Regions from separate parts of the Zea mays genome. Here region 1 is linked to region 2. A link is a contact called in public Hi-C data. All regions are on one chromosome and are shown on one strand. Each heading gives the region's core, a stretch centred on a gene start, on an enhancer-like site or on the middle of the called end of the contact. The rest is flanking DNA. Distances are from core to core; before and after follow the strand shown. Region 1 has its middle 51 kb from the start of LOC118472924. Region 2 holds the start of LOC103632346 (type I inositol polyphosphate 5-phosphatase 2).

Evidence for each region. A called contact is a pair of places that touch in the nucleus more often than the background predicts.
Region 1: a Hi-C map of leaf shows a contact between it and region 2, with 5 times the contacts expected there. The contact joins the enhancer-like site here to the promoter of LOC103632346 in region 2. A contact is called at or near these places in 6 of 25 Hi-C or Micro-C datasets (bundle sheath, ear, leaf and 1 more).

What each region holds. Positions count from the first base shown.
Region 1 is chr7:49,390,768-49,395,677 of Zm-B73-REFERENCE-NAM-5.0, reverse strand. No RefSeq gene overlaps it. Among protein-coding and RNA genes, the nearest start is that of LOC118472924, 51 kb to the right of the region's middle. Within about 2 kb of position 2,062, at least 18 of the 20 cell types and tissues checked have an H3K27ac peak or open chromatin away from gene starts, as enhancers often do. A contact at or near this core is called in bundle sheath, ear, leaf and 1 more, where this site is marked.
Region 2 is chr7:49,228,566-49,233,515 of Zm-B73-REFERENCE-NAM-5.0, reverse strand. LOC103632346 (type I inositol polyphosphate 5-phosphatase 2) reads left to right here and starts at 2,420. Exons shown (of 10, transcript XM_008654158.4): 1 at 2,420-2,840; 2 at 2,955-3,054; 3 at 3,146-3,223; 4 at 3,943-4,027; 5 at 4,122-4,226; 6 at 4,303-4,950. The coding sequence starts at 2,808.

The sequences.
Region 1 (4,910 bases), core at 813-3,312, 160 kb before region 2:
GTGATTTGAGAGTTAGGAACTTGCGGTAGTACTCCCGAAGAGTTTCCTTATCTTGTTGCTTGCAAAGTGATAGCTCGACCAAGGCGTCAGTATCGGGTCGGTACCCTTGGAAGTTGAGCAGGAACTTGTCCCGGAGTCCTTTCTAGGAGTCGACGGACAGTGGCGGCAACCTGGTCTACCAGGTCAAGGCCAGACCCTCGAGCGCGATGATAAAAGATTTGGCCATTGTGGCATCATCCCATCTGGATGATGCAACGGTGACTTGGTAGCTCATGATGTATTGTGCTGGGTCAGTGCTGCCGTTCTACTTGGGGTAGGTCCCTGCCCTGAAGTTGGCGGGCCAAGGTGACGCTTGGAGTTGCGAAGCCAGGGGGCTTCGCTCATCAAGGTAGTTGATCCCTTGGAAAGCTGTGACATGCGGGACGAAGGACCCACGCTGAGGTATGAATAGGTCTCCGGCTGGGACGCGCTGTTGGAGGGGCGGTCCGTGCTGTAGATCATGCTGGCCTTCGCTCTACATGAGCGTGATTTCTTGCTCAAGCTCCCGAGCTCTCTGCTCCTCGTCTCGTATCATCTGGCGCACTTTGGCTTGCACGGTGACACGTTGGCACTTGGCCTCGAGGATGTCTTTCTGCTTTTGGAGGTTGTGGTTCTTAATGCGCAGGGCCCGTAGCTGTAGCTGTTCTTTGGCCGAGATGCCGATGACTTCGTCGTCCTCTGTTGCGTCTTTGCCCTCTGGTGGAGCGAAGTCTGGAGGTGGTGCTTGTGGTAGTCCTCTGGAGCTGCAGGTGCGTAGGGTGCCTTCAGGAGTGGGTGCTCTTGGCACTGTCTTTTGCTGAGAGCTTATTCATCGGAGGCTTCTTGGGGGGTGTTGTCCACGAGGGCCTTGCCTTTTTTCTCAGCCAGCAGCGCTGCCTTCGCTGCTTCGTCGATGGATGGGGCTGCCTTCGAACTAGCTCGCTTGGGTGCCATCGTGGGTGGTTTGTTCGTAGCACGAACAGTGGGCGCCAAATGTTGGTACTCGCCTTTCTGGGCAAATAGATCCAACGGGAGAGTGGAGAGAGTGTTTGCAAAGTTCAACGGGGAACGACAATAGCTCTGTTAAATCTGGCCTCTCAAGGGCACTGTACGGGGGTATTTATAGGTACCCGAGTGTCCACCGTCCCCTGGCAAGGATGTTTATGCCCTCGGGTACCCGGACTATCCTCAAAATATTCTCACAAGGGGAGGTTACAGACCGTCATTACAGAAAAGGCTATTACAGATGAGGCCCGTAACATGTTTATCCGTGCGGGGCCCATTACAGTGGACCGAATCCCACATGGGCCTCCGGGCGCGATGAGGACGTGGGACTTGCAGACTTTGTCAGAGTCTTGCCTTCGTCTTGCAATGGAGAGGACGAAAGGCATCATCCGACCGGCGCTCTCGGCTCGCTCGGGCACGGTCTTCATTGGTGTAGCGAGGCGACGAAGGCATCGAGCGAAGGGTAGCATCTTCGCCTTCGCCCCAACAATATTATTTTAATACAAATTGTCTCACCTTTTAAGTCACACCTCCTAAAGTAAATGTAGCGTATAATAAAAGATTTAATGACCTTATATAACTTAAGTTATTCTTTTTGGATAATATGTTTAGAGATACTCTCTAAAATGGTTATGTTAAACTAACTCTTAATAAATTTATGTAATGGATAATTATTTCATTAAAAACATATATTTGGTGTGTATAAAATGTATACTTAGAAGTATTTGCTAAAATGAATAATGCAATTAATATAAAAAAATTAACTAACCTTGCATCTCATGCTGAAGTTTTAATTGCGTGAGCATTTCAAAGTGTGTGTGCAAAATTCAAACCAAAATTCGAAATATGAACTTGGGAAATGGAAAGAAAGAAATAAAAATAGAAATTTTAGAAGAATAAAACAAAAGACTCTACACGGCTGGGCCTAATCTGCTACTGGATGGCCCATCCCGTTCTCTCCCCTTCAAGCCATGTCCCGCGGGATATTTGTCGCTGACATGTGGAACCGGGCGTTCAGCCCCTCGCATCACGTGACGCACGACTATGTTGTGCTACCGGAGCCAATGACTGGTGGGGACGGATCGACAGCGTCATGCGCGCAGCCACCTTGGGAAACCATATTTTAATTCATTGATGTCACCATGACATCCTGAATGACGCCATCCGTTTCTGTTGCCGTGTCGATGTCGTGTGGACCCCCTTAGCCAGATAGTCTTCTACCTCCCGGTGTGGGATTGAACTCAAACGGAATAACAGACTTGGTCCGCACAGAATGCCTCTTGTTGGGACCGCCGGGCAGGGGCTCAGCTACTGGGTCCGCATGGTTGTGGGAACAAGCTCGGGCGAGCAGGGCCATCGAGTCAGAGTCAACCGTATCCTCAGGAGCATCTGGTTGCATGCCGCGGTTGCTACCTAAGGGCTCACCGTGGCCGTTAGGCTGGACGCGTTCCTTGCCCTGGGGCCAAGGGTATATATGTTGTGCACCTCTCTTTGCCCCTGTCGTCCACCATTGTCAAGCACCATCTCGACGAACCAACCCTCCTAAAAATATGCACGGGTCCTCCTCAACCGACCACCATGGCGGATCCCGCCCTTGCCTCTATAAAACCGGGAGCCGCTGGGCAAATAGTCACCATGCGCGAGCAAGGCAAGTGGCGGGTAACAGAGAGAGAGAGGAGGAAATAAGAAGGATAATGGGTTGTGGAGCTGGGGCATGCCGGTGCTTGCGGTTCGTCGTCGGGATTAATGTCGTCAAGGCCTCATCATCGGTAAGGGTATCTCCCGCTATGTTGTCGCTTTTCCCGTCCCCAGTTCGTGCGGCCATGGATATGCTAGGGCTCGCATGGTGGTTGTGGCCGGGCAGTGCACCAAGATGGCCTCGGTCGTCCTGGGCTGGCTAGCGTGGTGAGTGGGTAAGCGGCGGGAGGTTGAAAATGGTGGGGGTGTCGTCCATCACATGATGGGCATCTGTGATTAAAAGTGGACATACCCCTTCGTGAATAGATTTTGGACCATAGAGGTGAATGCTTGAGATGTTGCCGAAGGTGGTCGTTCGAGTGCACCGGAGGTGGGTGCCAATGTTGTTTACTTCTTAAATACTATGGATCAAGAACAAGACAACACAATTGTTAGAGATTAAAGACCTTCGTCCTCCGAAACACCATCTCCTTTTGGATACAATGGCTCTCAGACGAAGGTCTTGAAGGACATATCTTCGTCATTCGAGAGAATAACAATTCAGGAATATATCATAAACGTTATCTATTCATGTATCAATTCAAATATTTATTTCATGATAAACATATGAATAAAATTCCTATTACATTGATACCTTTGGCTTGCTCGAAGGTGATGATGCGAGAGCGATTACAATCTAGCGAGAATAGTACGGTGGTACTGTTCACCTATTTATAGGCACGGGATGCAGCTCGGGTAAAAATACATTTATGACCTTAATGCTTGTTCATAACTGTAGCCTAAATCACTAGGGATTAGCTAGTCTTTTCCTCTTCGGCTCAGCATTATGCTTGATCTTTGTCACCGCTTTAAACCGAAGTTATTACTCTTTGACCATAACTTCGCCGTTCATTATTGTCATTCTCAGGCTATACCTTTGTCTTGAAGACCTTCGACAGGGGAGAAAACTTCCATCATGAACTGAAGCTCCCTGTAATAATCAATATTATGCTAAAAGCAAATGGTTAGTCATATTTTTAAGGACCTTTGGAAGAGGAAGCCCCTAATAGGTGCCATAAGCATGATGACCACAGGGCGGCGAGCGGTAAGGGTGCTGAGTCCCGACAGGAGCGGGGGAACCATCCTCCTGATGGCGGCGCTCCGCGCGCTCAGCATGCAGTTCCGCAATCTCCACCCGAGCCTTGCTTAATTCGTCAAGGGTGTGGTCCAGCTCGGTGTTGAGCACGGCGACCAGGTTGACCATGCTACTCAATCTACGATTCCCTCACCAACTGGTGAGACAATCACACCTCCGGTACTGCCGGTCGAACGACGGGGGTAGTACTTTAGGTTGAGGTCGTTAGCTACCCCGCTGAACAACGAACAATACTGCAAAAGTGCACGCCATGAAGCATCTTGCATGGCTGCGTCGACAATGTCCCGCTCAGTGATAGAATAATGCTCTGAGTAGGCCTCTTCACCCTGGAGATCATTGTCCGGGCGACGCACTAAGCAGGTAGCCTCCCATTGGTCCAGGTATAACCCGCGACGGTGCTGTTAGACTATACAGCGGTACTCGATGGACCAAGTGTGTCGGTCGAAGGCCCGACGCAGCAAGGTGTCGAGAGCATCGTGGAAACGACAACCGCGAGCGGCATCACGAGTAATGGGTTGGGCGATCCATCCTTTTGGCTCCTACTCCAAAAGCTCCATGCTATGGCTCGAACTGCCACAGTCGTTGTCTCCGTCAGGATCACCTCCAGTAGATGGGGTGCCCTATGGTGGTGCAGGGGGCACCTCTAGCTGAGGCGCAGGGGAGGGCTGCCTCTCAGACTCCACCTCCTGCTGAGGTGAGGAGGAAGAGTCCTACTGCTCCTGCTCCTGGCGTCGACGCTCCTGCTCCTCGTGCAGGCGGTAGTGTAGTCTCTCCAGGTGACTCAACTGTCCTGTCACCGTGCGGCGCAGTGGACGCTCCACAAGGCGAGAAGGCAAGAAAGGGATCACCGACTTACGTGCAGTGCATCTAAGACAGGCCATCTATAAAAGATGTTGTAAACACAAGAGTGAGAACAGAACTATATGACCAGCAAATAAACCAAAAGCAGGGTAAGATAAAAAAATTTGTAAGGTGAGTATATAAATAGTAACATAACATAGAATTGGTCGAGATGACCAACTTTTGAAATGATACCAAGGATCAAGGTGAGGGT
Region 2 (4,950 bases), core at 1,171-3,670:
ATGTGGTATTTAGGAGCCGCCGGCCACCCGGACCACATGGCGGCGAAAGGAGGCATGGCGCGGCACGCGTGAATGCAACACGGGGCTGGCCCCTGGGGCCATTCGTCAGTGTTTTATCAAGCGCAAGGCGGAAGCGGTTGTGGTGTTTCTGGGCCACTAGGGTGGGATTGGGCCAGCGCGTGGAAAACGACCCATGCGGCATTTTCTTTTTTTCTTTTCATTATCATTTTTCTAATTTTGTTTTCAATTCTAACTCGAATTTAAGTTCATGACTGAGTTTTTAGCACTGCAAATATAAATGCAACAACAAATAATTCCAAAACATTATGCATTATATTTATAGATATGCTTTTTATACTAATTATTCCTTGCTTTATTTAGGCAAAAATGTTTCGGATATGCAACACACAAATAATCTTGGATGTGTGATGATTGGTAGGAGTTTAATTCAAATAAATTTTCATTAATATTGACTTTATTAAAAGTAATGTTCAACATAAAGAATTACTTTAACTTGTATTTATTTCTTTGCAGGTATTTCTAACTATATAGTTTATTCAAAGAGCAATTCAAGTCAAATAATTATATATATATATATATATATATATATATATATATATATTACTCCATCTTCCTTAGAAAACACTTTTATTCAATCCTTGAGATTAATTTTCTCTAAATCCCAAAGATAGAACTTAGGGTGTTACACAGTCACCAATCTAGAAGCATTTTTTTGAAGAAAAATATTTTTGGTCTCCTTATCACTCATGATGTGTTCTATGTCGCTCAAATACTAGATACCAATACATTTTAACAGTTAACACTAGTCGAAGGTGTTCAAGTTCCCCAACAAAACCCTTACTTCTTATAAGTTAACACTAGTCGAAGGTGTTCAAGTTCCCCAACAAAACCCTTACTTCTTATATGTCCCACTGCCTTCTTCTCCACTCTATGGCATATCTATACTATACTTAAAGCACCAGTTTCAACGGTCGTCCCGCGTCATCTTTTTACAAATAACCCCTCACAGCTATTTCAAATTAACCCGTTGCACGCCTATAGATGGCCAAACGGCGGCCCGGCACGGACCAGACGCCCGTGAGCCACAATTCTGGCCCAGGCACGTCATGCCGGCCTGCTGACTATGCTGGGCTAGCTCGTTAGCCCGTCGGCTAATTTGATTAAATCAGCGTAAAATGTTAAAAACCAATGCAGGAGGTGGGGTTCGAACCCATGCCTTGATGCAAGAAGGGCGGGAGACACTGGTGAAACTGTCTAACAATATTGAATATAAATTGTATACATGTATATACGTTTTTTTGTAAAATAAAAAATATATAATCGTGTTGGACCGGGCCAGCACTACAGGCCGAGACTATAGCCCAAGCACGACACAACGTTCTTGGCTCTTGCAAATATTATGTCGTTTCTGAGACCACATTGGCACAATGGACTCCATGGTGTTTGAGGTTGCTGAATTGGATGGAGCAACAATGATTTGTCACACTAACAGTAAAATGAAAGGTTATTTGTTGGTTTTAAACGTTAGTAATTGCTACAAAGTAGCATAATTTATATGGAGTGCATCCAGTTTTTATTGATGGCTGACTTTAGCAATCACTCTATATTTTGATCTATCTTTTTTATAAGTTTAAGTTCATGGGACTTATTTTAGAAACTTGAGCTCACAAACTTTCTCTTATTTGGTGTCTGTATGGTGGAATTATGTCATTTTATAATCTCTGTTCGTTTAATCAGTCGTTGTGAACTCTATTCTAATCGTTCACTTCATTGGCCGTGTTATACCAAGACATATTGGATGGAGTAAACAATAACATCAGTTAGCAAAATCAAAAAAATATTATACGGAGAGCGGGGACAATCAATAAAAAAACTTGAAATTTTTTTGCTGAATAGTTTACATAGATATTGTTGTAAGCCGTCGCAACGCACGAGCAACCGACTAGTTGACATTAATGTTTCACTCTGATGTAGCTCTTCCTCCACTTCTTATGTGAGCTGTCTCACTCTGTTTCACTTTGAGAAATATCTTGCTATCCTAGATGGTTAGAGGCCTTCCTGTTCTTTGATTCGGAACCAAGAGCCTAGTGTCTCTCTATTTCCATAGTAAAGTGAACAGGACCAGGACCACAGATAGTGCCCGTCTCCACCAATTTTTTGCGTCATCTGTCTGTGCTAATAAGTAATGGCTGTTTTGATCCATCAAATCCAGTATTTCTTTTCTCGAACACGCTGAAGAGCCCATCAAATCCAGTATGATCCACACATATGTGGACCTGTCCATCTCTTCGAACAGTATGATGATGCTGTGCTTGTCCCTGTCACATGGTATAATGTCTTGTTGGACCATGTGCACTTGGTAGAAGTTCATGCAGGACAAACACTGGATGTTGTCCACCAATTGTGCTCAAATTTTCGCATATCTACCCTTTTCTTAGTTTTCTTATGCTAGAAAGCAACAGTTGTTATATTGGTGTCTACTTCACATATTCTCCATGACCAAGTGGACAGCGGTGGGAGTATTCAATATGGATCTTACTGCTGCAAAAGCTATTCTGCAATTTGAAGGACAAGTGGTAACAGTGAACTAGCTGGAAACTTAATGCCGACTTCCACTTTGTCTAGTTGCATCTTTCCTGTATGTATTTATCTTGCATCTGCTTCCCCCCTAGTAACTCGTTGGAACATATCCCCCTAGTAGATAGTTGGAACATATGGACCTGTCTTTTCTTTGAAATGGAGGGAGGTTCGAAGTTTTGTTCCTAGCCTTCCTTGTAGCGTTGAAGATGATGAGAGATCAAAGAAGAAAACAGTCAGAGGTAATCTGCAGAAATGGGTAGCTTCAGTATATGCTTGTATGAATTATGATGGATCGTTTTTCCCTTTTACTGCTCTTGATAATGCCGAGTTATCTGACCTGGTATAAATTGCAGCCATTTTGGTCTTCAATGGTGATGAAAAAATGGCTAAACATCAGGCCGAAATTAAATGATTTCAGCGAAGACGAGTTTGATACAGGCAGTGAGGATAGTGGTATGAGGAATTGCATGGGTATTCTCTACAAATTTCTTTGCTTGTATCCTCAATAATTTCACGCAAATTAGAATTTTACACCTTTTCTCAGACGGTACTAACTCTGGAGATGATAATAACTTCTTTGAGATACATGGAAATCTCAAATACATGATTAGCAAATCATCAGGTAAGATTGTTTCCATAAACGCCTACAGTGATGTCTATAGCTTGACTGCGTTTTAAGCAGTGTTTTCCTAAATGCTTAACAGTGGGTCACCTACCATATAGTGACTATTTTGGCTAAACGGCCATTTAAATGGGAAATCAAGTTTAACATAATAGCACAGCTCTGGCATGTATTGTAAGTTTATTGTAGCATTCATTATAACTAGTTGACTAGTGCTTGTGGAGCTAAAGTTTGCTTTGCTTGCTACAACATTGTAGAAAAATACCATACTGTTCCTAATGGTGGCATAACAATGATTCTCTTGCAGCTTTAGGTTTGCAAAATTATTTCTCAAACACGCAGCGTCATTTCATTAAGAAGAATAGAGTGTACATAGAGTACAAGGGGAGAAGAATCTCCAAGCACACACACTAACACACAGATTTGCAAAATAATACCCTATCTTGAACCTGCAAAGCTCAGATTTATGCGGATATGTTGATACCCTATAAATAGAGTTTAGAAATGAGGATTTAAATTGTAGTGGTTTCTGTATATTCACAATATCTGAGGTAACATAATCCTGAATGGCCAGGATACAATTGATGGTCATAATTTCAGCACAACGCAAATCCTGTCATGCATGTCTCATGCCCATGGGTTTTTTAAAACTTTTCCGGTGTTGGAATTTGTTCGATATTGTGATGTGCTTGATTTTGAGTTGTCTTCTCTCTTTGTAGGAGAGAAAACAATTCCTCTGCGAAGTCTTCAGAGAAGGAAATCAGAGAGTTTACGTGTTAACTACATCAGTAACAAAGATGTGAGGTTTGGCTTTTATGATTTCTTCTTTACTATGTAAAATGTGTTATATGTCAAGCATGGGTGCACTCAAATAATAGAGGTTGCCACCGCCCACCAGGGTGATGATAGGTACATGGAATGTTGCTGGAAGAGTGCCTAGTGATGACCTTCGTCTTGATGAGTGGCTTTGTACACAAGAGCCAGCAGACTTGTATGTTTTAGGGTATGTACCTCCGATCCGCAAAATATGAAACCTTTGGTTCAGGATATTCTATTTAAATGGCTTCACTTGTGTTCAGTTTCCAGGAAGTTGTCCCACTAAGCGCTGGTAATGTGTTGGGAGCAGAGGACAGTAGACCAATACGGAAATGGGAAGCTCTTATCCGCCAAACACTTAACAGTTCTCAGCAAACCAGGACAATCTGCAAAAGCTACAGTGCTCCACTCTCGCCATTACTAAGGCCTGTTGCTTCAGGCGATGGGAAATCCAAACCTGAAGATAGAGTGACAGGAAGTTTAACTCAGCTTAGAGATTGGCAAACTAGTAAGAGTGAGCTTCATTGCAGCTGGTTCGATGGGACCAGTTCATTGGACTGGCCAGAATATCCACTCGACACTCCATCAAAGGTTTTGGTGTCAGGTACAGGCTTGAGGCGAGTCATGAGTTTGGGGTTATTTAGCTCCAACTTTGTGGGAAACCCTCGAGGTCTTGAGCTCCAGGATGTAGATTTGCATGCTGGGATGAGAAGGCAGTATCATAGCTCGGGAAATCTTAGCATGTTATGGTCTGAACAGCAGGAGAAGCTTGATGTTTTAAATTCACTTGATCGCTTATCTGATTTGGCGTCAGAAGAAGACTCAACTTTTGAAGACACCGTTGAGGGCTGTGCTACTCTTGGGAAAAGAGAATCTTCCGTGCATCGTGCAAATTATGTGCGAATTGTCAG